3 separate regions of the Mus musculus genome follow, and all the other regions are linked to region 2. The links are chromatin contacts, called in public HiChIP or PLAC-seq maps. All regions are on one chromosome and are shown on one strand. The core of a region is the stretch at or near the end of the contact, and the rest is flanking DNA. Distances in the headings are between cores, read along the strand shown. Region 1 holds the start of Eid2 (EP300 interacting inhibitor of differentiation 2). Region 2 holds the start of Zfp850 (zinc finger protein 850). Region 3 holds the start of Zfp607a (zinc finger protein 607A).

What was found. HiChIP or PLAC-seq counts read pairs in DNA pulled down with a chosen protein or histone mark.
Region 1: a contact with region 2 is called in an HNF4G HiChIP or PLAC-seq map of pancreatic cancer cells. The contact joins the promoter of Eid2 here to the promoter of Zfp850 in region 2. A contact is called at or near these places in 2 of 39 promoter capture datasets (embryonic stem cells and neural stem cells), 1 of 484 Hi-C or Micro-C datasets (nephron progenitors), 8 of 115 datasets of contacts at active chromatin or transcription factors (the NIH/3T3 cell line, bone marrow-derived macrophages, embryonic stem cells and 2 more) and 1 of 9 other capture datasets (pancreatic islet).
Region 3: a contact with region 2 is called in an H3K4me3 HiChIP or PLAC-seq map of bone marrow-derived macrophages, with 2.6 times the contacts expected there. The contact joins the promoter of Zfp607a here to the promoter of Zfp850 in region 2. A contact is called at or near these places in 6 of 39 promoter capture datasets (the C10 cell line, the HPC-7 cell line, Sertoli cells and 1 more), 9 of 115 datasets of contacts at active chromatin or transcription factors (the 230-238 cell line, bone marrow-derived macrophages, effector CD8 T cells and 3 more) and 4 of 9 other capture datasets (adipose tissue, embryonic stem cells, liver and 1 more).

The regions. Positions count from the first base shown.
Region 1 is chr7:28,265,358-28,269,483 of GRCm38.p6, forward strand. It overlaps Eid2 (EP300 interacting inhibitor of differentiation 2), which reads left to right and starts at 2,524. Exons shown (of 1, transcript NM_198425.2): 1 at 2,524-3,811. The coding sequence starts at 2,598. The coding sequence ends at 3,308.
Region 2 is chr7:28,011,285-28,015,649 of GRCm38.p6, forward strand. Zfp850 (zinc finger protein 850) reads right to left here and starts at 2,831. Exons shown (of 6, transcript NM_001254951.1): 1 at 2,732-2,831; 2 at 1,052-1,166.
Region 3 is chr7:27,858,172-27,862,383 of GRCm38.p6, forward strand. Zfp607a (zinc finger protein 607A) reads left to right here and starts at 2,414. Exons shown (of 5, transcript NM_001024726.2): 1 at 2,414-2,585.

The DNA.
Region 1 (4,126 bases), core at 1,274-3,773, 250 kb after region 2:
CAAAGGGTTCTCTCCACCATGCACTCCCCAAATGATATGCCCTTAGCAATGGCCTACAGCAGTGAGATGCTCAATCTTTGACTGAACCTTCGGAATTCTGGGCTAAATAAACCTCCTTATATATTGGCTACCTCCGGTCTCATTGTGGTAACTCGATGTTACTAATGTTTAGTCACTAATGACTAATGTGACTAAATGTACCGATCAAATTACATCACAGTGTGTGGGAAGCGGTTTCCGCTGTGCCTGTGTGGCTTAATTGGTAAACAAGCAATGTGCGCATGTGTGAGAGTGTTTTTCGTGCCAAGTCACGGCCCATCCCGGGGAGTGGTGATGCGGCTCTGGGAGAGCAGCCAATCAGGTGTGGACACGCCACACTAAGGTGTATATAAGCAGCGCCTTTTTGATGCTTGGGGTCTTCCTCTTCATGTTGAAACTGGTGTAATAAAGTTGCTGCAGAAGGATCCGGTTTCTCACACGTGTGTTCTTGCTGGCGAGACAATAGCGCGTGTGAGAACAGTGGGCACATGCACAACTGCCAAAGAGCATGGCAACAGGCTCTTCTCTCGTGACAGCTCCTCCTACAGTGTGCGAGAAGCAGAGGCATTGTATGCATCCTACCTGAGCATGCCCTCAGATTCCCCTTCGTTTGCATCCGTGTTAGACCTTGAATTATGCAATCTCAGTAAGACATAGACACTTAAATGCCACCTGGAAAGCACCAGACAGTCTGGCGGGGATGGGGTGGGGGTTGGGGGGGGCCCTACAGTTTCTGTAAGAGATCAGCATTAGCTCAGGATACTTCAAGACCAAGGTCTCCTACAAAAGAGATTTATTTGCCCCAGAGAGACAAGGGCAGGGAATAAGAGATAAATGCTGGAGATAGAGGAGGAGGCAAGGGGGAGGGAGCAAGAGAGAGGGGGGATTTCTCTAGAATGAGGCAAAGGACTGGGATAGAGAGGAGACAGATGCGGCACATTCTGCAAATGGCAATTAGTAAAGGCTCAAAGGGAAACCCCCGTGATAGGATGAGGTGTTTAATTTTGATTGGACAGGTTGATTTGGATAGGCAAAGGGAGCTTTTGATTGCTGGACTTCAGTGCTTTGATAGCTGGACCTTGATAGCCAGCTTCAGGAGGAGGATGTGATCTTACAGTTTTCTTAGCAAAGCATTGGGAACAGGAGAGAAGGGCAAGGCCTGCCAGAGCCGTGTTTGCCAAGCTCTGGACAGCTAGAGCCGCTTCGCTTTCCAAAAGTTGTGTTCACAACTCGGGGTCTGACTTGGGGAAAGAGTGATATTTAAAAGAATCCACAAAGGAAAGCAGATAATTGACTAAATGACATAAGTGACGGGAAGGACGTGGCTGCTAGTATACATCAAAATGTTGAGCAGTCACCAAAGGTCTCGAGTGCCCTGTGAGCAGCCGACTCACAGGACACGCCTGCTCTCCCTTACTGTCCCGTTCTTTTCTCAACATGTTCGCACGCACGAAGACTTCAGAGAACAACTTTTGGGTGTCATTTTTTTCCTTCCACCATGTGGGTTTCTGGGATTGAACACAAGTAGTCATCAGATTTTGGGGAAAGTGACTTTACCCACTGAGCCATCTTGTTGGCCTTTATGGTTCAGTTGTAAGTCTATCTATTTATGTTTTGCCTTTAATTGATAAATCATAGTAGAGTTAATAGGTTAGTATAGTTAATAATAACCTGTACTAGGTTAGTTAACTATCGAGGCATAGTGAGACATGCCTATCATCCTAGACTCAAGAAGCAGAGGCAGGAAGATCAGGAGTTCAAGGCCATCCTTAGCAGTCTGAGCTTCGTGAAACTGTTTCAAAAACACAACCAAGAGACCAGAGACCTGGCTGCAAGGTTAAGAGCACTGGCTACTCTGGTAAAGGTTTAATCACAGCACCCAGCAGGGTTTCCGTAACTCCAGTTCCAGAGGATCCAGCGCCCTCTTCTGGCTTCTGTTGGCATTGTATTATGTGGTACACATATAAACATGGAAGCAAACCATCATGCCCATAAAATAAAATACATACAAATAAAGAAAACTTTTTTTTGTTTTTGTTTTTTTTTTTGGTTTTTTTTTTTTTTTTTTTTGGTTTTTTCGAGACAGGGTTTCTCTGTATAGTCCTGGCTGTCCTGGAACTCACTCTGTAGTCCAGGCTGGCCTTGAACTCAGAAATCTGCCTGCCTCTGCCTCCCTAGTGCTGGGATTAAAGGCGCGCGCCACCACGCCCGGCAAGAAAACTTTAAAGACTAATTTTAAAACTAAAATTAAATTTAGAAACTTAAACCGATTGGTAGAAATGTGAAAGAGACCCCCCCCCTTCAACAGAAAGGATGCAACCGCTCTTCTGACTGCTAGGTAGCAATCTCAAGGCTCGCCAGCAAATGCCCGGAGGACACGCGTGCGCACTGCTCCTCGGCTTCGCCGTTGGAGCTACGCCTGCGCAGACGGCGAGACACGCGACCCCCTACCCGTGCGCATTGCGCTCGTGGACGCGCCCTCGCGTGCACGCCCCGCGCCTCACGGCCCCGTTCTTCCCGGGTCTCAGCGAGCAGCGGTGCTGACCCCGCGGTCCGACATGTCGCAGCTGCCCGCAGTCAGCAGCGCCCCGCAGACGGGAGCAGCGAGCCGCGACCGCCGGCTCCCGCAGGCCGAGGTAGGCGGCGGGCGGCGTGCGCTCCCGGGTCCGGCGCGACCTGGGGAGACCCGGGGACGCCCAATGGCGGCGGCCCGGGAAGGCCCCGCAGCCCCGGCGGCGGCTGCCAGGGGAGGCCGGGTGGCTGCAGCCCGGGAAGGCAGGGCGGCGGCGGCCCGAGGAGGCCCTGGGGCGGCGCCCCGGGGCGGCGCAGCGGCCCGCGAAGGCCCGGCGGCGGCGGCGGCGTCCAGGGAAGCCCGGATGGCAGAGGTGGCCCGGCTGCTGGGCGATCCGCTGGAGGAGGAGGCTCCGGAGGGCAGGCCCCGGTCCAGGGCGGGCGGCCTGGCGGCGATGCCGTACATGCGCTTCCGCCACCCCCTCAGCGTCTTGGGCATCAATTACCAGCAGTTCCTGCGCCACTACCTGGAGAACTACCCGATCGCCCCCGGCCGGATCCAGGAGCTGGAGGAGCGCCGGCGGCGCTTCGTGGAGGCCTGCCGAGCCAGGGAGGCAGCCTTCGACATAGAGTACCTGCGTAACCCCCAGAGGGTGGATTTTGACATTTTAACGTTTACCATAGCCCTGACTGCATCAGAGGTGATCAATCCTCTAATAGAAGAACTGGGTTGCGATAAGTTCATCCACAGAGAGTGAAGAGTCGGACTGCGGGGAGGGCACGGCACCAAGACCTCCGCATCCAAGTGAAACCCCATCCTGCAACTTGGTTTTAAGAAATCAAACGGATCTTGAGAGGCAGCGCTTCCTCAGAGGGAGGAAAAGCGTCAGAAAATTGGGGGTGGGGAGGGAAAGCATCGTAGACTCCTACCGTTTCTTGAGTTTATGATCAGTTGAAATTTCTTGTGTTATGGAAAAGGTCCATCCTCGTGGCTTCGTTAATAAGTAAAGGACGGTTTTGTAAAACTGTAAAGACTTAAAATTGCCAGTAGTAGAGCCCACGACGAAGAAGACTCGAAGAGAAAGCTGGTTTTAGGACGAGGTTTCTGTGGAGAACTTGACCTTGTCAGAGCAGGCAAAGTCTTCACGTCAGCGTCAACAAGCGTGTATAGTGTAAGAGGGATTTTGTGTCTCAGACATTGTGAATGGCGAACAACATAAATATTGTATATAGTATGTGATAAATCGTGTTTCCAAACATACCAATTTTCTGGGATTTTATTTTCCATTTTTCAAAAGTTTTTTTTTTCCGTCATTGCTTTGTAATTAATCTATTCCTAAGTCCCAAGACTATGAAGGATTGAGAGTCTTCTGTCCTTCTCTCCTTGTCCCCATGCCTCATGCAGCCTCTGAAGGCAGTTTCCGTCCTTGTTTCCTTTTTTATACACATTTTATTTCTCAGCAGAGTTGACAGATTTTGGTTTGGATATTGTGATTTCTTATGAAGATACCGTGAAGAACCTTCCCGACCAGTATATTTACTCCTTAGGGCTATATTTTGTGGTTATGCTGTTATG
Region 2 (4,365 bases), core at 1,581-4,080:
ATACCACACACAGCAAAGGAAACAATCAACAGAGTAGAGGAATAGACTAGACTATAAGAGAGAATAATTGCAAACTGTACATCCGACAAGGTGTTAACATCTAAACTGCACAGCAACTTTATAAGGAATGCAGACAAGTCAGTGGCAAGGAAACTTCCTATTCAAAAAAAGGAAAACCAGAAAAAGCTATTTCCCCAAATGGAACATCAATATGGCCTATTAATAGGACATGAGGGATGGAGAGATGGCTCAGTGGTTAAAAGCACTGACTGCTCTTCGAAGGTCCTGAGTTCAAATACCAGCAACCATGTGGTGGCTCACAACCATCTATAATGAGATCTGACAGCCTCTTCTGGTGCAACTTAAGACAGCTCCAGTGTACTTGATATAATAATAAATAAATCTTTAGGCCAGAGCGAGCAGAGATCCTGAATTCAAATTCCCAGCAACCACATGATAGCTCACAACCATCAGTTCAACTACAGTGTACTTATATACATAAAATACATAAGTAAATCTTTTTAAGAAAATAGGACATGAAAAATTAGCATCTCGGTGATAGCCACTGAAATCACAAGGAAAGGAACAAATGGCTGGGTATCACTCCACTGTGTCCATGAACCTCAATCCAGATGTGTCTGCTCATTTCTTGGTGGGGCTGCATATCACAGCTGCATAAATGATGCTGAATTGAAAGCAGGAGTGTAAATGTCTCCGGAGGGTACCGGTTTTATTTCTGTTGTGTGACTACTCTGTAGTGGGATTGCTGTATCACATACCAGTTCTAGTTGTAATTGAGAATCCGCCATATTGTTTTCTACAATGACAGCATTAATTTACACTCCCTCCACAATGCGTTCTTTCTCTACATGAATGAAAACTTTTTTTAAAAAAAATTATTTATTTTATATTTCTGAGTATTTTCCATCTGTATGCGCACCAGTAGATCCTATACCTCTGGTCTCTGAGCTGTGCTCATGTACACATAACCGCACACACATAATTTAAAATTGAAATAATTAATCTTGAGACAAAACACCCACAATCTTACTTGTGTAGAATCTGAAGCTGTTTTCTCATAGAACCAAGTAGGATGCTGGGTACTGGGGTTTGAGTGGCTGAGGCCGGATGTGCAGCATCATGGTTGACAGTGGGAGGCGTAGGTCCTTAAGTGAGTTCAGAAGATGTTGATTAAACATCACAAAATCTCACCTACATAACAAAAGTTCACCTGATATATCATGTAAAAACGGTGACAATTAATGGGTTTGAGTAGACGCTAGCATATTCTCTACAAAAGTGTGACCGATTTAGTCATCCCAAAGTATAGAAAAACTTCAAAATATTATGCTATGCACAATATGAACATTTTTATCTGAAAAGTTTTAAAAAAATATGTTCTGCATTAGCACATTCATTTTCCTGTCCTTGTTTTTAAAACAGCATCTCACTGTGTGGCCCAGCTAGCCTAGACCTTGCTATGTGGACCAAGCTGACCCTGAACTCACAGTGATCCTCCTGCTTCTGCCTCTGAGATTAAATGTATACCACGAAGCCTAGCTTTTCTTTTTAAGTCACTTTCTTAAACATCCACCAGCAATCGCATTGTTTCTCACACTCCCTTGTCCTGCTGAACACTGAGTGGAATGAACCCAAGATGGCCTCACAGAGAACAACTAAAGCACACCAGGCCCTTAGGATATGGCGGCACTGCACTAACAGGCTTCACCACAGGCATCCTACGGTTCCTGACAGGCCTGGAGAGCCTGAGGGGACAGAACCAAGATTCCAACCCGATACCACAGATCCACACTCCACGATCAATCATGGCATTGCTCATCTGGATCTGGCCAACGTTACCCATTACACACACACACACACACACACACACACACACACACACACACTCAGAAAATCACTAGCTTTCAAAGATGCCAAATTCAGTGCTATCACTTTCCCACTGCCATAATCCTCACAGTGAACACATCATCTATCCCCGACATTCCTGGCCTGCTTTGAAAACAAGGCCTGTAAGGATCAAAGGATCGCATCTGATATGCGATGCCATCCAAATAGAAATCGATTTATAAAATCAGAGTTTGAGAGACCTAACGATAACCTCTGGAGGTTTCTACCTAGAACATCTTAGGAAAAGGGTGATTGTAGAGAAGAAAAGGCGGGGTTCATTGAAATGATAAGGTGAAGTGGAAAGGGAAGGGACAACGTTATGGGCCCCAGAGGTGAAGGTATCAATTTTCACGTTCCTCCTTCATTTACTGATAATTCCACGAGATCTCAGACTATATCCGAGAGCATCCTCACCGAGCATTTTCCTTCACGTCCCTCAACACTCTCATGGCTACAGCTCTGAGAAACTTCGGGTATTCAACCCAGAGCAGCCCTCCTAAGCGACCCTCGGAGGCACTTCCGGCCTTAAAAGCACCTCCCAAGCTCGTGTGTACCTCAGGGAAAGCTTCCCTTCAGACTCCGCACCTGACTTCTCCTTAGTGATGCTTAGCCCTCTGCTCCAACCCCTGTGGCCTTGAAAGAAAATGATAAGCACAGTGACACAGATGAGCAGAGAGCTCAAGGTGTGTATACACAGAGAGACGCGCGCGAGCGCGCGCCCACCCACCCACACAAACACACGCTCACACACGCTCACACACGCCCGTACGCGTCAACATCTCCATTCACCCTACACCAGCGCCCACACCGATACCCAGCCCACCTTACTCTGTGGAGACCGAAGCCAACCAGCAATTTCTTTGGACCAGAAAGATCAGACCTTCCGTGTTGGTGGCACCGGGATGCCAAAGACCCTTGGCGGCGTCCGGAGCTATGTGGAGCCTTCAAGAAGCCCGGCGTTTCCGAAAGGTCCCAGCATGCAACTTAGCCCGGCCCATCCGGGAACTGGGCCCAGTGGCTTGTGGGAGTTCCCACGGTGGGGGGGCAGGGGGCTCCCCATGCTTCGAGGGGAGGCTGCCTCCTGGGATCAAAACGGAGTTTGGTGTTCTGTGTCTACCTGATTTTCCCTCCTGTGGCGTGGACGGACGAGCGGAAATTTTAAAATTTAGAATAGGAAGTAGATCAGATCGGGACGGACGCTTTGCCTGAGTCCCACTCAGTGGGATTCCACTACGCTGTGCTCTGCTAGGGACTATGGTAAATTTGAAAAGACCGAACTAAAGAATTGGTTGGTTTCTAAAGTTGGGTAGTTTATATTAACGATTTCAAAGAGCCAGATATTCTGGACCCTTCCAGGGTTCGGTGTCCCTGTTGACTAGATAGAAAAAATTGAGTGACGACTACATCTGTATGTATCACCAGAACTGTGTTCAATAGGCAGTCATTTACCTCCTGTTGGAGGATGAATGACTAGCACGCGTTAAGTGTCCTAAAAAACAAAAAACTAAAAAACAAACAAAACACAAACCCAAAACATAGGCCTCTTTTTTATAGGATAGACACATTTATTGTAACTTGACACTATGGAACTTTCGAAACCACTTTTGTTTTTTCTCATGTTATACAAAGAACTTTTTCCAAACATGATAGAAAGAAATTGTGAAAAGGCTAAACAATCCTAGTAATAAAACTAATTGCATTAAATGTACTGTAAATTATGTAAATGCTAAAGTATAGGTGCCACATTAATTTGCAGATAAGTGTTAACTACAGAAAATGTGTTAAATATTCTAGCCGATTCAAAGTGACCATCCTCACAATAGTATTAAAAAAAAAAAAGACTTAAGTCAACTTTAAAATGGAGGCAGTTCTGGGGGCAAAGAGCATCGCCAGTACTAACAGCAATAACAGAGACAGCAAGTCATCAAGTGAAAATATCCTTGGCTGGGCGTGGTAGCACATGCATGTGACCCCAGCAATGAGGAGACACAGCCAGTGAATGTCTATGAGATGAGGCCACCAAGGACTATTTAGTGAAGACCTGTCTAAAAAACTAAAATAAACAGTATGCGTGTAATACCACACCTTCAAAACATGAGGGGAAACGTCCAATAGAGAAATAAGGAGAAACAGCCAAATCCAGCATTGCATACAAAAGTTTTCAGTCTCAATAACTGATAGAAGGAATCCAGAAAAGCAACAGGGCATAGATGATTTAGACAGCATCATCAGCTATGAATGCAGACAGAATAAAAATCAAGACAATTAAACTTTAATGGAATCAGGGGGCCTTGAAGGGAGGGTGTTCTTGTATACACACTCCTGGCAGAAATGCCCGTTACCTGGAGATGCTTCTGTTTAAAGCTTCCCTTTTTATGCTTTTTTTTTTTTTTTCGGGGGAAGGGGAAAGCCAATACCTTATATATTTTGTACTGCACTTTTAAAAATGAAAGACTC
Region 3 (4,212 bases), core at 1,164-3,663, 150 kb before region 2:
CCTGGGTTGGGCTGGGGACTCCTTGCCTACAGTGTCTGCATTAGTAATCAGCCTGTTGGATATCTTAAAATAGATGGAGTCTTTATTTTTTTTATAAGTGCTGGTATTTATATTTTTCAAAAAATAGCATGAAAAAAAGGAAGCTTTAAACAGAAACATCTTCAGGTGATGAGCATTTCTGCCACAGGTGTGTGGACAGGAACACACAGTCACCCTGATTCCATTTAAGTTTAACTGTCTCCATTTTTATTCACTTGCATTCATAGGTGATGATGCTGTCCAAATCAACTCTGCTCTGTTGCTTTTCTGGATTTCTTCTGTCAGTTATTGAGGCTGAAAACTTATGTATGCGATACTGGATTTGGTTGTTATTTCTTATTGTTCTAGTATGTTTTCCCCGTCTTCGTGTTATAAAGGTGTGGTATTAGGAGTATACTCAGAGTTTATTTTAGTTTGCTTGTTTTGGTTTTGGTTTTTGGTTTTTCGAGACAGTTTTCCTGTGTAGTACTGGTTGTCCTGTAACTCACTCTGTAGACCAGGCTGGCCTTGAACTCACAGACATTCTCCTGGCTCTGCCTCCCTAGGCCTTGGATTAAAGGCATGTGCCACCATAATCTGAGTGTATTTTAGTTCTTAGGGTTTCACTGGGTAGCCCTCGGTGGCCTCTTCTCACAGACATGCAGCTGGCTGTGCCTCCCCATTGCTGGGATAGAAGGCATTGCTACCACGCCCAGCCATGTTTACTGTCACTTGATGACTGACTTGCCCTCTTTATTATCACTGGCAATGTCCTTTGGCCCAAAATCTGCCTCGACTTTAAAATCAAATTTAGTCTCCTTTTGACTATGTGAGGATGGTCACTTTGAATCTGCTGGAGTATTTATCTTTAACATTTTTTCTGTAGTAAACACATGGCTGGGTCTGACTTGTTTTTCAATCTAATGTGACAAACCTATACTTCGGCGTTTAGATAATTTACATTTTACTGCGGTTACTTTTATTACTAGCGTGGTCTAGTCTCGTCAACATTTGTTTACTCACATTCTGGAAAATTCGTGTAAATACAGGAGACAACAAAAGTAGTTTTGAAAGTTCAATAGTGTCACGTTACAATAAATAGGGTTTTCTAAAAACACGTGTATGTTTTTGTTTAGGCTACCTGGACATGCTAGTCCTTCATCCACTCAGTCCAACATGATGTAAGTGACTGCCTAATGGGCACAGCTCTGTTGATGCATACCGATCTGGCTCTCACTCACATTCTCCCGTCTAGATAACAGATGCTATGGTCTGACTCCCCTGCTCCCCAGCATAGCTGCAGCCATTCTGTTCTATGCCTGCCAGCTATTTCACAGTGTTGCTGTAACATGCCTGCCAGTCACTGACATAGAGAAGTGACTGAGCTCAGGGACACGCTGGCCACATACCCTGTTTTGTTCTGTGTGCTCTCAATGATCTGTATGAGGTTTGCTTATCTTATTTCACAAAGCTGTATGTAGGACCCATTGAATCAAAGGTAAATAGCAACTGTTATGTCTAAAATATCTTGAGTAAAGCTGACCACTGGGCAGCTCTTCCTGTACCTGCATATGAGCTCAGTGTTTTTTTTTTTTTTTTTTTTTTTTTTTTTTTTTTTTTTTTTTTTGGGGCTGACATTGAAGAATGCTGCTAATAAGCCAAAAAGTTTTAATACTCATGTTCTGTTATCTCACTGTTCTGAAATTCCCCAGTTCACCACCCATCCACCCCCCACCTTACTCAGGTCCTATCAGCTTAAAGGTTGCTAAAAATATACTTTGCCTAGGAAGCCAACAGCTCCCCTCCCTGCCCTTTAAACGTTTGAACCTGGTTTCTCATATAAAAAGCCTACCCTGAGAGCAGACCAGTACTACAATTAGGCTCCCGAGTCCTTTTTGCAGTCCTGAACTCCAGTATTATGGTACGTGTTTAATACACTAGTCTTGCTTAACTGAGATTGGTGTATGTATATAAGGTTTGAGTGGCGACTTCCTGAACTCCAACACAGCGACAATGAACCCTGGGAGTGTCTAGAACTTCTGTTTCTCTCTGAAATCGCTAAACTACCCACGTTCAAACCCAACAATTCTTTAGTTCAGTCTTTTCCAATTTACCATAGTCCCCACCAGAGCACAGCGAGGTGGAATCCCACTCAGTCTCAAGCAAAGATACAGCCAATTACAGCCTGATTTGATCTTACTTCTTTTGAACTTTAAAACTTCAGTTTGTCTGTCAGCTCCACAGGAGAGAAAATCAGTTACTAGTAGAACCCGGAACTATTTTGATCACAGGAGGGAGCCTCCCCTTTAAAGTCGGGGAGTACCCCCCTCCCCCTGGGAACTCTCACAAGCCACAGGACGCAGCTCTCAAATGGGCTGGGCCAAGTTGCATGCTGGGATCTCTCTGGAGCCCTGGGCTTCTCGGATCTCCGGTAGCGAGGGCTGTAGTTTTCAGGGCCACCATGGCAAGAAGTAGTGGATAGGCTCTGGGTGTCCTGGTGCCGCTAATGCGGAAAGTCCGATCTTTCTGGTCGGAGGAAGAAATCTCTAGTTGGCTTCGGTCTCCACGTAAGGCGGGAACCAGCCGGCTGGGTGTGGATGTGGACCGCGGTGTGGGGTGGTTGTGTATTTATGTGTGGGGGGACGGTGCTGCTGCAGGTGGTGGTGGTGGTGGTGGTGGTGGTGGTGTGTGTGTGTGTCTGTCTGTCCGAGTGTGCACACTTTGAGCTCTCTGCATTATCTCTGTCACCCAGTGTCACCCGGCTTGTTGCTCTCTGCTCCTACTTTCTCCCCTGGCCACAGGGGCTGAAGCAGAGGACCAAGCTTCTGAGAGAAGAGTCCGCACTGAAGGGAAGCTTTCCCTGAGGCCCAGAGTTGAGCATGGGAGGAGCATTTCAGGCCGGAAGAGTCTCCAGGGTTGCTTAAGAGAGCAGGCAGCTACTTGTTGAGCCCCAGGACTTTCCCAGAGCCCTATCCTAGCCACGTGAGTGTTGACAGAGTAGCAGAAAGTGCTCCCTGAGGATGCTCTCAGATATAGTCTGGGATCTCGCGCTTATTCAGGCTCCGTGCCTCAGCCATTACAAAGGAGGGCTGAAGTAGAATAAGGACTTTATTGCTGCACATCAAAGATTAAAGAATGAGCTTGTGCTTTGTTTGAAAATGAGGTTTTAGTTTTAGAATATGGAATTGTCAGTAACTGAAGGAGGGACAGGCAAATTGATACCTCCACCATTGTGTCCCTTACATTGTCCCTTCCCTTTCCACTTAGTATTCGCATTATCCTTCCAATGACATCCCTTGACATCGTCTCTCTACAATCACTTCTTTTTCTGAACAAATTATAGATAGGAGTCTCCAGAGGTTAGCGTTAGGGCTTTTACATCCCGATCTGTTAAATTGGCGCCTATTTCAATGGCATCACTCATCCTATCTTTACAGGCCTGCCTCTCAAAGCAGCAGAAAACTGCAGGTGGTTGACTATGTCTGTTCACCATTTCAGCTGGGAAAGTGATAGCACTGAATTTGGCATCTTTGAGAGCTAGTGATTTTCTGAGTGTGTGTGTGTGTGTGTGTGTGTGTGTGTGTGTGTGTAATGGGTAACACTGGCCAGATCCAGATGAGCAATGCCGTCCGTGGCTGATAGTGGGTGTGGATCTGTGGTATCAGGTTGAAGTCTTGGTTCTGTCCCCTCAGGCTCTCCAGGCCTGTCAGGAACCTTAGGATGCCTGTGGTGAAGCCTGTTAGTGCAATGCCGCCATATCCTAAGGGCCTGGTGTGCTTTAGTTGTTGCTCTGTGAGGCCATCTTGGGTTCATTCCCCTCAGTGTTCTGCAGGACAAGGGAGTGTGAGAAACAATGCGATTGCTGGGCAGTGGTGGTGCACACCTTTGATCCTAGCACTTGGGAGGTAGAGGCAGGTGAATTTCTGAGTTCCAGGCCAGCCTGGTTTACAGAATGAGTTCCAGGACAGCCAGGGCTACACAGAGAAACCCTGTCTCTACAAAAAAAAAAAAAAAAAAGCGGCCCAGGTGCAGGGCGAGCTGGAGCTCAGGGTGGAAGATGGGTCCCTTCTGCTGGCCTCTTCTGGAGGAGTTCAAGGCAGACATGTTTGTGCCCTGCACTCCCACACTGCCCCCTTGGCCGTGGGTTGTCTGGGTTAGGGGGGGATTGGCTTTGTGTAGACTCCTGTGTGCTTC